Linked DNA regions of Sus scrofa: region 2 is linked to region 1. Evidence: chromatin contacts called from public promoter capture Hi-C data. All regions are on one chromosome and are shown on one strand. The core of a region is the stretch at or near the end of the contact, and the rest is flanking DNA. Distances in the headings are between cores, read along the strand shown.

Region 1 (4,385 bases), core at 255-2,754:
TGGGTTAAGGATCCGGTGTTGCCCTGAGCTGTGGTGTAGGTTGCAGACACAGCTCGGATCCCTCGTTGCTCTTGTGTAGGCCGGCAGCGGCTACAGCTCCAATTTGACCCCTAGCCTGGGAACCTCCATATGCCACGGAGTGGCCCCAGAAAAGCCAAAAAACAAAACAAAACAAAAACAAACAAACATGTAACTGAACAAAATCCTGAAATGCCCCTAGGGGGTTGCTTTATGTTTGAAAAAAATTCTTTTTCCATTTTATAGGCAATTTCTGTGTTTATCATAAGCTTCATGCTAAGGATGGAGAATTCTGGTGAATTGTAAATAGTATTGTGCCATTCTATCATTTGCTTGGGGCCAATTAAAATTTGTTTTACATCTGTACATGTTAAAAAAAAAGTAAACACAGAGTTACTGTAGAACTCAGAAACTCCACTCCTAAGTACACGGGAGTTCAGTCATCTCCCAATGCCGTGTTAGTCACTCTGCTTTATTGGTAAACAACCTCGGGTGGAAAATCCCACAGCTTGAAGGCCACGCTGGAATGGACAAAACAAGTCAAAAGAGACCATAGAGTATATATTCCCATTTTAAAATTTTTTATTGTTTATTTTTTGGTGCAGAAACCCAGGAACGAAATACTCCCATTTTTTAAAAAATGCTTATATGCTCGATATAGATCTAATTGTAATTGAAAAGACTTTGGAACAACTCTCATCTTCTACCTGTCCAAGTATTGAGTTTTCTTTTTGCTTTTCTTTTTTGGTCACGCTGTGGCAGGTGGAAGTTCCTGGGCCAGGGAATTGAACCCGTACCACAGCAGCAACCCGGGCCGCTGCAGAGTCAACACCGGATCTTTAACCCCCTGAGTCACAAGGGAGCTTTCTTTCTTTTTTTTTTTTTTTAATTCTTCCTATCACCAAATTATTTATTTTATGGCCCCACTTGGAGCAAATGGAAGTTCCCCGGCCAGGGACTGAATTCAAGCCCAGCAACAGCCAGATCCTTTAACCCAATGTGCCTGCCAAATGGAACCCGCACCTCCGCAGTGACCCGAGCCACTGGAGTCGGATTCTTAACCCACTGGCGGGCAGCAGGAACTCCCGAATTATTTTTAAAATACATTTTTTTTCTGCGTCTAGGTATGTAATTAACTTATTTAAAACCAACAAGCAGCTCAGTTCCAAAATCTGAAAAAATTATAACAACCAAAAAAGAACAAATACGCTTTAGAAGAGCCATGGGGGGAAAAAAGCTGTAGCCGGGGAGACGACGCCGGTAAATCCCGCGAGCCCAGGGAGGCACAGGGCAGAGTTTAAAGCAACACTGGGCGGGGCAGGGAGGTTTGGGACTAGCCACGCCGCCCTCCCGCCCCACTTTGGATTGAATGGAACCGGAACTCTTCTTCCGGCCTTCCGTGGAGCTACCCGGTAACGCGAACTTCCGGGCGGCAGCCGCCATCCGTAAGAGACAGCCGCTTAGGCTACCCCTAGACGGACCGGAATTCCGTCATCCTGACTCCACGCCCACTTCCGGAAGTGACGCGTGGTGGGGTTGCCGGAAGAAGTGGCGAAGTTACTTTTGAGGGGACCCTAGTCGCGGCGCCGTGCCAGCAGATACGGAGGCGGCAGAAGAGAAGCAGAACAAGGGGACGAAAGCAGGTGCACCCGAGTGTGGGGAGACGCGGGAGGAGCCCTGGGCCTGGGGCTTCCCGGCGTTCCCCGCGCTGCTTGGCTCAGCCCCCTCCTCTCCTTCCACCCCTTCCCTTCCTTAGCTCGCGCCGCCGCCGGCTGTTTCCAGGGCAACAAAAGTAGGAGACCCCCACAAGAAGCCGCCCACGAGACCCTCGCGCGCAGCCATGAGCCCCGCCCCCCACTGGTGTTCGGAGAGGGGCGGGACCTGGAGAGAGGTATGGGGGCGGAGCATCACGGGAAGGGGTGGAGGCAGGATGTGATGGGAGGGGGTGGGGCGGGGCCTGGAAGGGATGGGGAGACCTAGGAGGTGTGGGCGGAGCATAATGGGAGGAGGTGGGATCAGAATGAGAGATGAGGGCGCTTCCTCGGTGGAGGTGGAGTGAAGTCTGAGTAAAAGTAGGTGGGGTGAAACTGGATGGGAGAGAGGAAGTGAGGGTAGAGCACTTGAAACTGCAGGGACGAAGGGACGGGACGTTTCTGGAAAAAGCGGGTGGGCGGGATCTAGGAGTGGTTGGGGTCTAGGGGAGGGCGGGGCTTGGCCCTGCTGAGGGCTGTCCTGGAGCATAAGGGGGCGTGGCCTGTTAGAACTGGGTGGGAGGGTCCGAAGGCTGTCAGGGGCTGGGAGTGGGGTTTGTACACAGTAGGGTGAAGAGTCTGGAAGAGATGAAGAGGGAGGTGCCCCATTGAGACCTGTGGCTGGCGTAACCTGACCCTCTCTGGCCCCACAAGGCTCTCAGGCCCCCTGTATTCTGCAGGCTGCTCCGTGACCCCACCATGTCCACCCCCACCACGAGTTCCCTGGACACCCCCTTGCCTGGTGGTGAGTGACTCTCCCCCACCCAGCCACTGCCCCCCCGCCCCATCAGACTATTGTCAGGAGAAACCCACTGTGCCTCCATCTCCCAGGTAATGGTCCCCTTCAGCCCAGCACTCTGTCGTCTTCATCCGATGGAAAGGAGGATGGCCCTGAGCCATTGCCCGGAGGGGCGGACCCTGATGTCCCGAGCACTGACGGGGCCGGCTCAGCCTCCGTTGTGGGTGAGATGGCGCCCAGGCACACGGACTGGGGTTGGTATGGAGGTTTGAGGTGGGATCTAGGAAGGGAGAAAGAGCAGAAGCGGGGCCGGGCAGCGCTAGTTCCTCTCCCAGGCATCCTTGCCACCTCTTATTTTGGTCCACTGAGGTTCACTGACATACACATCTTTCTCTCTCATCGTCATCTCTCTGGGTCACCCTCTTCACTCTGGTTCTTTGCCTCCGATCTTTCGTGGATGTTTCCCTTCTGGCCACCGTTTATCTTTGTGGATTTGTCTCTCATGGCTTCTGTCCACTCATGCCAGTCATCCTAGACCCAGCAGAGGAGCCGGAGCGGAAGCGAAAGAAGGGCCCGGCTCCAAAGATGCTGGGCGACGAGCTGTGCCAAGTGTGCGGGGACACGGCCTCCGGCTTCCACTACAACGTGCTCAGCTGTGAAGGCTGCAAGGGCTTCTTCCGGCGAAGTGTGATCCGAGGCGGGGCCGGGCGCTATGCCTGCCGGGGCGGTGGAACCTGCCAGATGGATGCCTTCATGCGGCGCAAGTGCCAGCAGTGCCGGCTGAGAAAGTGCAAGGAGGCTGGGATGAGGGAGCAGTGTGAGTGCCAGGAAGGAAGCGGTGCCAGCCTGGCCCCTGCCCAGCCCTGGGGCTTCTGTTGAAGCCCGTGTCTCCCCACCAGGCGTCCTCTCCAAAGAGCAGATACGGAAGAAGAAGATTCGGAAGCAGCAGCAGCAGCAGCAGCAGCAGTCATCACCCACAGCGCCCGGAGTCAGCAGCGGCTCGGCTTCTGGGCCGGGGGCCTCCCCTGGAGGATCCGACGGGGGTGGCCAGGGCTCTGGGGAAGGCGAGGGCATCCAGTTAACAGCTGCGCAGGAACTGATGATCCAGCAGTTGGTGGCGGCCCAGCTGCAGTGCAATAAACGCTCCTTCTCGGACCAGCCCAAAGTCACGGTACTGCCCCTTCCCCAGCCTCGAGGGGTGATGGGCCCCGAGGGGTCAAGGCCCCAGGGGAGGATGTGGCTCCAGAGGGCAGGGGCTTTGAGAGGAGGGGCTCCTAGGGAGTTTCGGCTTTGTCTCGAGGGGCCCATAGCGTTGGGCCCCTGGGAAAAGTCCTGAGAGTAACCTGGCGCCCCATATCCCCAGCCCTGGCCCCTGGGCGCAGACCCCCAGTCCCGAGATGCTCGCCAGCAGCGTTTCGCCCACTTCACGGAGCTGGCCATCATCTCAGTTCAGGAGATCGTGGACTTCGCCAAGCAGGTGCCTGGCTTCCTGCAGCTGGGTCGTGAGGACCAGATCGCCCTCCTGAAGGCATCCACCATTGAGGTAATGGCCAGCCCTCCCGGCCTCAGCAAGGCCTTTCCATCCTGCCCTCGGAACCCAGCAATAAGCCCCAGGAAGATGCTGGGAGCAGAGGGACAAGCAAGACTCCAGTCCTTGTCCTTGTGGGGATGACATTCTACAGGAGACCTAAGCAAGTCATCAGAGCCTCCCACGAGGCATGGAGAGAAAGGAAACAGGGCCTGAGGCTCTGAGGATAATTGAGAATTGGAGTAAGCATTGAGTACCTAGTGTGTACACCTGGCCCTGTCCCTAGTGCTGGGCGTGTGGCAGTGAACAAAACAGACAAGCGAGCTCTGCCGCAGGCCTCACACCCACT
Region 2 (4,260 bases), core at 1,054-3,553, 110 kb after region 1:
GGTTCGCGCGTCCCTGTATGCCCGCTCCATGTGGTGGCGTCAGGCATAGTGTGACGACGCAGCGTGACGTCACGGGAGGGGAACAAGTGATCAGACACCAGACCAGGTCGGGAAAAGAGCCTCCAATATTTACTGAGACACGAGGGAGGTATGGGGACACCGAGGCCGGGGTAGGAGCCGGACGGTGGTGAGGAAGTACATGAGACAAAGATGTCCTTATGGGAAGGAGGAGGCTTCTCAGCAGAAATGGATTCCCGGCTTGGAGGGGAGCTGGCAGCAGCCTGCAGGGGAAATAACCGGGAATGAAAGGCTCAGACAGAGAGATGAGGAGTGACAGACACCTGGAAGAAGGGACAGGCCAAGGTGGGGATCGAGGAAGACCTAGAGGGAGAGCCTGAGACCCAGAGGGGCCCAGCGACCTAAGGAGAGGGACCAAAGTCCCAGAGATAGAGGGACAGAGACCGTGAGGGTGGACAGGGACACCTGGTAGGGTCCCAGAGAGAGGGGGACACAGAGGCTGAGAGCATGGAAACTTGGACAACAGAGAGAGATCTAAAAAGATTCAGCATCATCGCGCGCAGGGTTAAGGAGACTCAGAAACAACGATCAATCAATTAAGACAGAATCAGAACTTCAGACCGAGGCAACACCTGAGACGCAAGCTCTGCAGAGCATGAGAGCCCGGGGCTTGGGGTGAGGGACCACTAGCACTGGGGAGGAACCTGGCCTCACCCAGGAGGCTGCGCCAGAAGGCGGTGACAGTGGCAGAGCCAGTGACAGCACCGGGCTCAGCTGGGTTCTCCCTGTGGGTGTGCACAGCAAAGCTTCGGCCTGTGGGGCCTGGGGGGCCGCTCAGCTCCACATCCACCACGTGCATGTCCTTGAGGCTGAGGCAAGGAAGGTAATCAGTGCTACTGGCCTGGCCCCAGCCCAGACCCCCTGCTCAGCTTGGCTCACCTGAAATCAGCCACAAGCACCCCAATCACACGGTCAAAGCCCAGGCTGGGGGCGGCCAGGGCAGCAGCTGCCATGGTGTTAGAATTTCGGGGGGCAAAGGGGCAGAGCCCACGGACAGGGCCTTCATAGAGCACGGTGCGAGGCCCGGTGCTGTGCGCTGTAGCCAGGGGTCCCTCGAGCCGGAAGCCATCGGGGTGTGTGGCCATGGTGACTCGGAGGCTCTGGAAGTGAGAGCCAGGGTCAGGGGGGCTAGGGATCTCTGTTGGCCCTTTCCAGTTCCCGGGGAGCCCAGCGGACCCTCACCTGGAGGCCTCCGGCTTTGTCCAATCTGGTGATGTCGTCAGTGCCCCACAGGGCACCTCGGGCCACGAACACAGCGTGGCCCCAGCGATGCGAGGCCTCCAGGAGCCGCTGCTCCGTGGCCTGCTCAGCCAGGGCCGAGGGGGAGCCCACCTGGGGAAGATGAAGGCGGGGCGGGGCTGAGGTCAGATGACGGATCCCATTTAGAGGGGGGTGGTGCCAAGGCGAAAGAGGCAGGGCTCACCAGGAGATGGGCATAGCGCAGGATCTCTGCCCCAGATTCGTGGATTATTTTGGGATGGGCCACTTCCACCACAAGGTCAGGGTGCCTGGGAACGGGGAGGGGAGGGGGGAAGGCCTTGAAGACATAATAGAGCTCCCCTCCCCAGATTCCCTGAGTCTATGGAGGCCTGTCCCTCTTCGCCCTGGCTGGGGAGGGGAAATGGGCCGGAATCTTGTCCTATTTCACATTTGGGTGAACCAAAGCCCAGAGAGGGTGAGAGACTCTCCTGAGAGCACACAGCACCCAAGGGAGCCAGAAGAGGAGCTTCAAAGAGTCCCACTCTCTAGGGCAAGGTCACTGACCTCTCCCCGAGAGCAGCAAGGTTCTGGAGCTGCAAGGAAGGGGGTACGCTCCCCGCCATTCGTCCTGGGTCACGGTTCCAGACGAAAACGAGTTCGAGGCCCAGTTCTGGTCCCTGAGTCAGCAAGTGGGAGACAAGGGACTGCCCTGGGGAGAGGGGAAGAGACTCAGAGAGAAGGGGACAGAGCCCCGTGGTGGGGAATGGGAGGTGCTCAGGCAGACACAGAATCAGCCGGCCGCTGATTGAGACAGAGATGGAAGATGTGTGCGTGGAAGGCACAGGGGCTCTGGAAGCTTCAGAAAGGGGCTGGGGAAGAGGCCCCAGACGGTCAAGGACTCACCGAGGCGGCCGTAGCCCACTATGCCCACCTTCCTTGGGACCTGGTCGAGGGCCATGCCCTTGGGTGTGATGGTCAGGGGGCTGAGCTCCACCGGCGGCTCGCTACCCACTGCCCACCCCCACTGAAGGTTTGGGCAGCAGCTGATCTTTGGACATTTGACCCTTGAGCCTCTCCGGAACCTCCCCCCTTCCTCCAGCAGCGGCCCAGAGGTGGGGGTGTGGGTGTGCCGCGTGGGGGTGGGATGAGAATCTGGGGGGGCACTGGGCACGATGGTCTGGGGTTCTGGGGCCCTGAGTTTGTCCCCCCTGCCGGCCCCCCGTACCCGGCCCATTCCTTCTCTGCATCACATCCTCCTCCTTTCCTGCTGATGTGGAAAATTTCCTCTGCAGTCCCCTGCCCCCCTTTCTGGCTGGCCAGGTTGTCATGGAAACTGCATCCTACTTGGGGTGGGGATAGAGAAGGCTGGGAGCCAAGGATGGGAGCTGGCGATGCGGGACTCCTGCTCTGTCTGTCCCCTTGCTCCTGTGTTTTCCCACCTTTGCGGCCACTTCCCCTGCGCCTTGGCACCCGTGTTCCTCATCAGCCTCCCTCCTTCGTGTTTTCCTCCCTTGGTTCTCTGGCTCTGATCTCTCAGGTCCTTGCGTCTCTCCACCTCTTCCCGGATCTCCAGCCCTCTTGCTTCCACCCTGCCGCCTCTGGGCTGGCTGCCATTCTGCCCCCAACCAGGCCAGGCCCTCGTCTCCTCCCTACCCCAAGGTCTGCGGGAGGACTGGCCTGGCCGTGCCCGTTTCCCTGCAAGGCAGCAGGAGCTGGAGTTGGACTCACCCTAGTCTCAGTGGTCCCCAAACCTCCTCCAGCTCCCCTCCAGAACCTTCCTTCCTCCAGTCTGATCATTCCTCTGTTCACCTTGACTTCTCTCACCTTGTCCTCCCCTCCCCCAGCCACGATGCCACCAGCTTCCACCATCCCCCTCATAGTCTCACTCCCATGCCCATCCCTCCCTTCCCCCCACCTCCATGGCCAAGGAGCAGCCTGTGAGGCTCGTGGAGGCCCCGAGCGCCCCCGAATGAGCCCCAGCCACTGCGCCTCGCGGGTGCCTGGCATTGGAAATGGCGGAGGCTGCGGCAGTGTCGGCTCCCTGCCCCCAACCACCTGGTACCCGCTGCAGCGTTGCCGTGGCAACCAGGATGAGGCCCTGAAAGAGGACGAGCGAGAAAGAGCGCATGAAAGAGGGAGTGGAGCGAGCGGGGAGCCAGGCATCACTTGAGACAAGAGTTCTGAGTCGACAGGCCTTGAGAGCAGACAAGCCAGGCAGATAGGGTCGGGGACCCCAGACATGTCCCAGAGGCGGCTGCCACGGCCGATAAGGGAAGAATTTGCTTGAAGAGCCCCAGGTGGGGGAGAGATAAGATGCTGTGGGGGCAGAAACAGGCAGGGAGGTAGCGCAGGGCCAGGCACATGGGCCCGGCTCAGGCCCTCTCAGGGCACAAGGGGCCCCCGGGTGGGGTGGCAGGGGGCTTCCTGCCCACCCCGCTTTTGGTTGTGGACATCAGTTGTGGATGCCCCTGAGCCTGGCCGTCCTGCGCATGTGCCAGGCCTGCTGTGTAGGGGAGCGGGCCCAGGCTGGAAGGAGGGGAGGAAGGGGGCCCCTGTATGGCCACGGCTATGTCTGCACGGAGCAGTGACTCATCCTGAGTGACAAGGTGTTGTAAGTTGTAAGGTCACGCCTGCCTCCACTGGCCTCTGCCTGTCTAGACAGCATGAAACGGTAGCCCTTGTGGGCACTTGCCCTCTGGAGGCTGAAATGTTGGCCCTTGGCCTCCCCCTGCTCCACCAGCAGCTGCCCGCTGTCCTGGCCGACCCCTGGCATTTGCTCCCACTCGCTGGCTCTTGTCCCTCTGAGGGGTCTGTGTGTGGCCCCTGCCCTTCTGAGCTACAGCGTGGTCCCCTCTGACACCCTGGGCCTCCAGCCTCTGAGTTAACAAGACCGACGTGCAGTCCTGTCGGCCCCACAGGCCCCAGCTGCGGCTAGAGCACCCCCCACCGCCCTGGCCCACCCTGCTCACTCCGCCCCTCCCC

The links. Promoter capture Hi-C pulls out the DNA fragments that hold promoters and counts their contacts.
Region 2: a contact with region 1 is called in a promoter capture Hi-C map of liver, with 4 times the contacts expected there. The contact joins the promoter of ASPDH here to the promoter of NR1H2 in region 1. A contact is called at or near these places in 1 of 5 promoter capture datasets (liver), 2 of 47 Hi-C or Micro-C datasets (liver and skeletal muscle) and 1 of 2 datasets of contacts at active chromatin or transcription factors (alveolar macrophages).

What each region holds. Positions count from the first base shown.
Region 1 is chr6:55,237,032-55,241,416 of Sscrofa11.1, forward strand. NR1H2 (oxysterols receptor LXR-beta) reads left to right here and starts at 1,505. Exons shown (of 10, transcript XM_005664782.3): 1 at 1,505-1,661; 2 at 1,775-1,909; 3 at 2,450-2,514; 4 at 2,601-2,732; 5 at 3,035-3,325; 6 at 3,408-3,679; 7 at 3,872-4,051. The coding sequence starts at 2,469.
Region 2 is chr6:55,341,234-55,345,493 of Sscrofa11.1, forward strand. It overlaps ASPDH (aspartate dehydrogenase domain containing), which reads right to left and starts at 2,304. Exons shown (of 7, transcript NM_001243870.1): 1 at 2,182-2,304; 2 at 1,843-1,987; 3 at 1,502-1,586; 4 at 1,261-1,410; 5 at 958-1,178; 6 at 733-887; 7 at 110-281. The coding sequence starts at 2,236. The coding sequence ends at 238.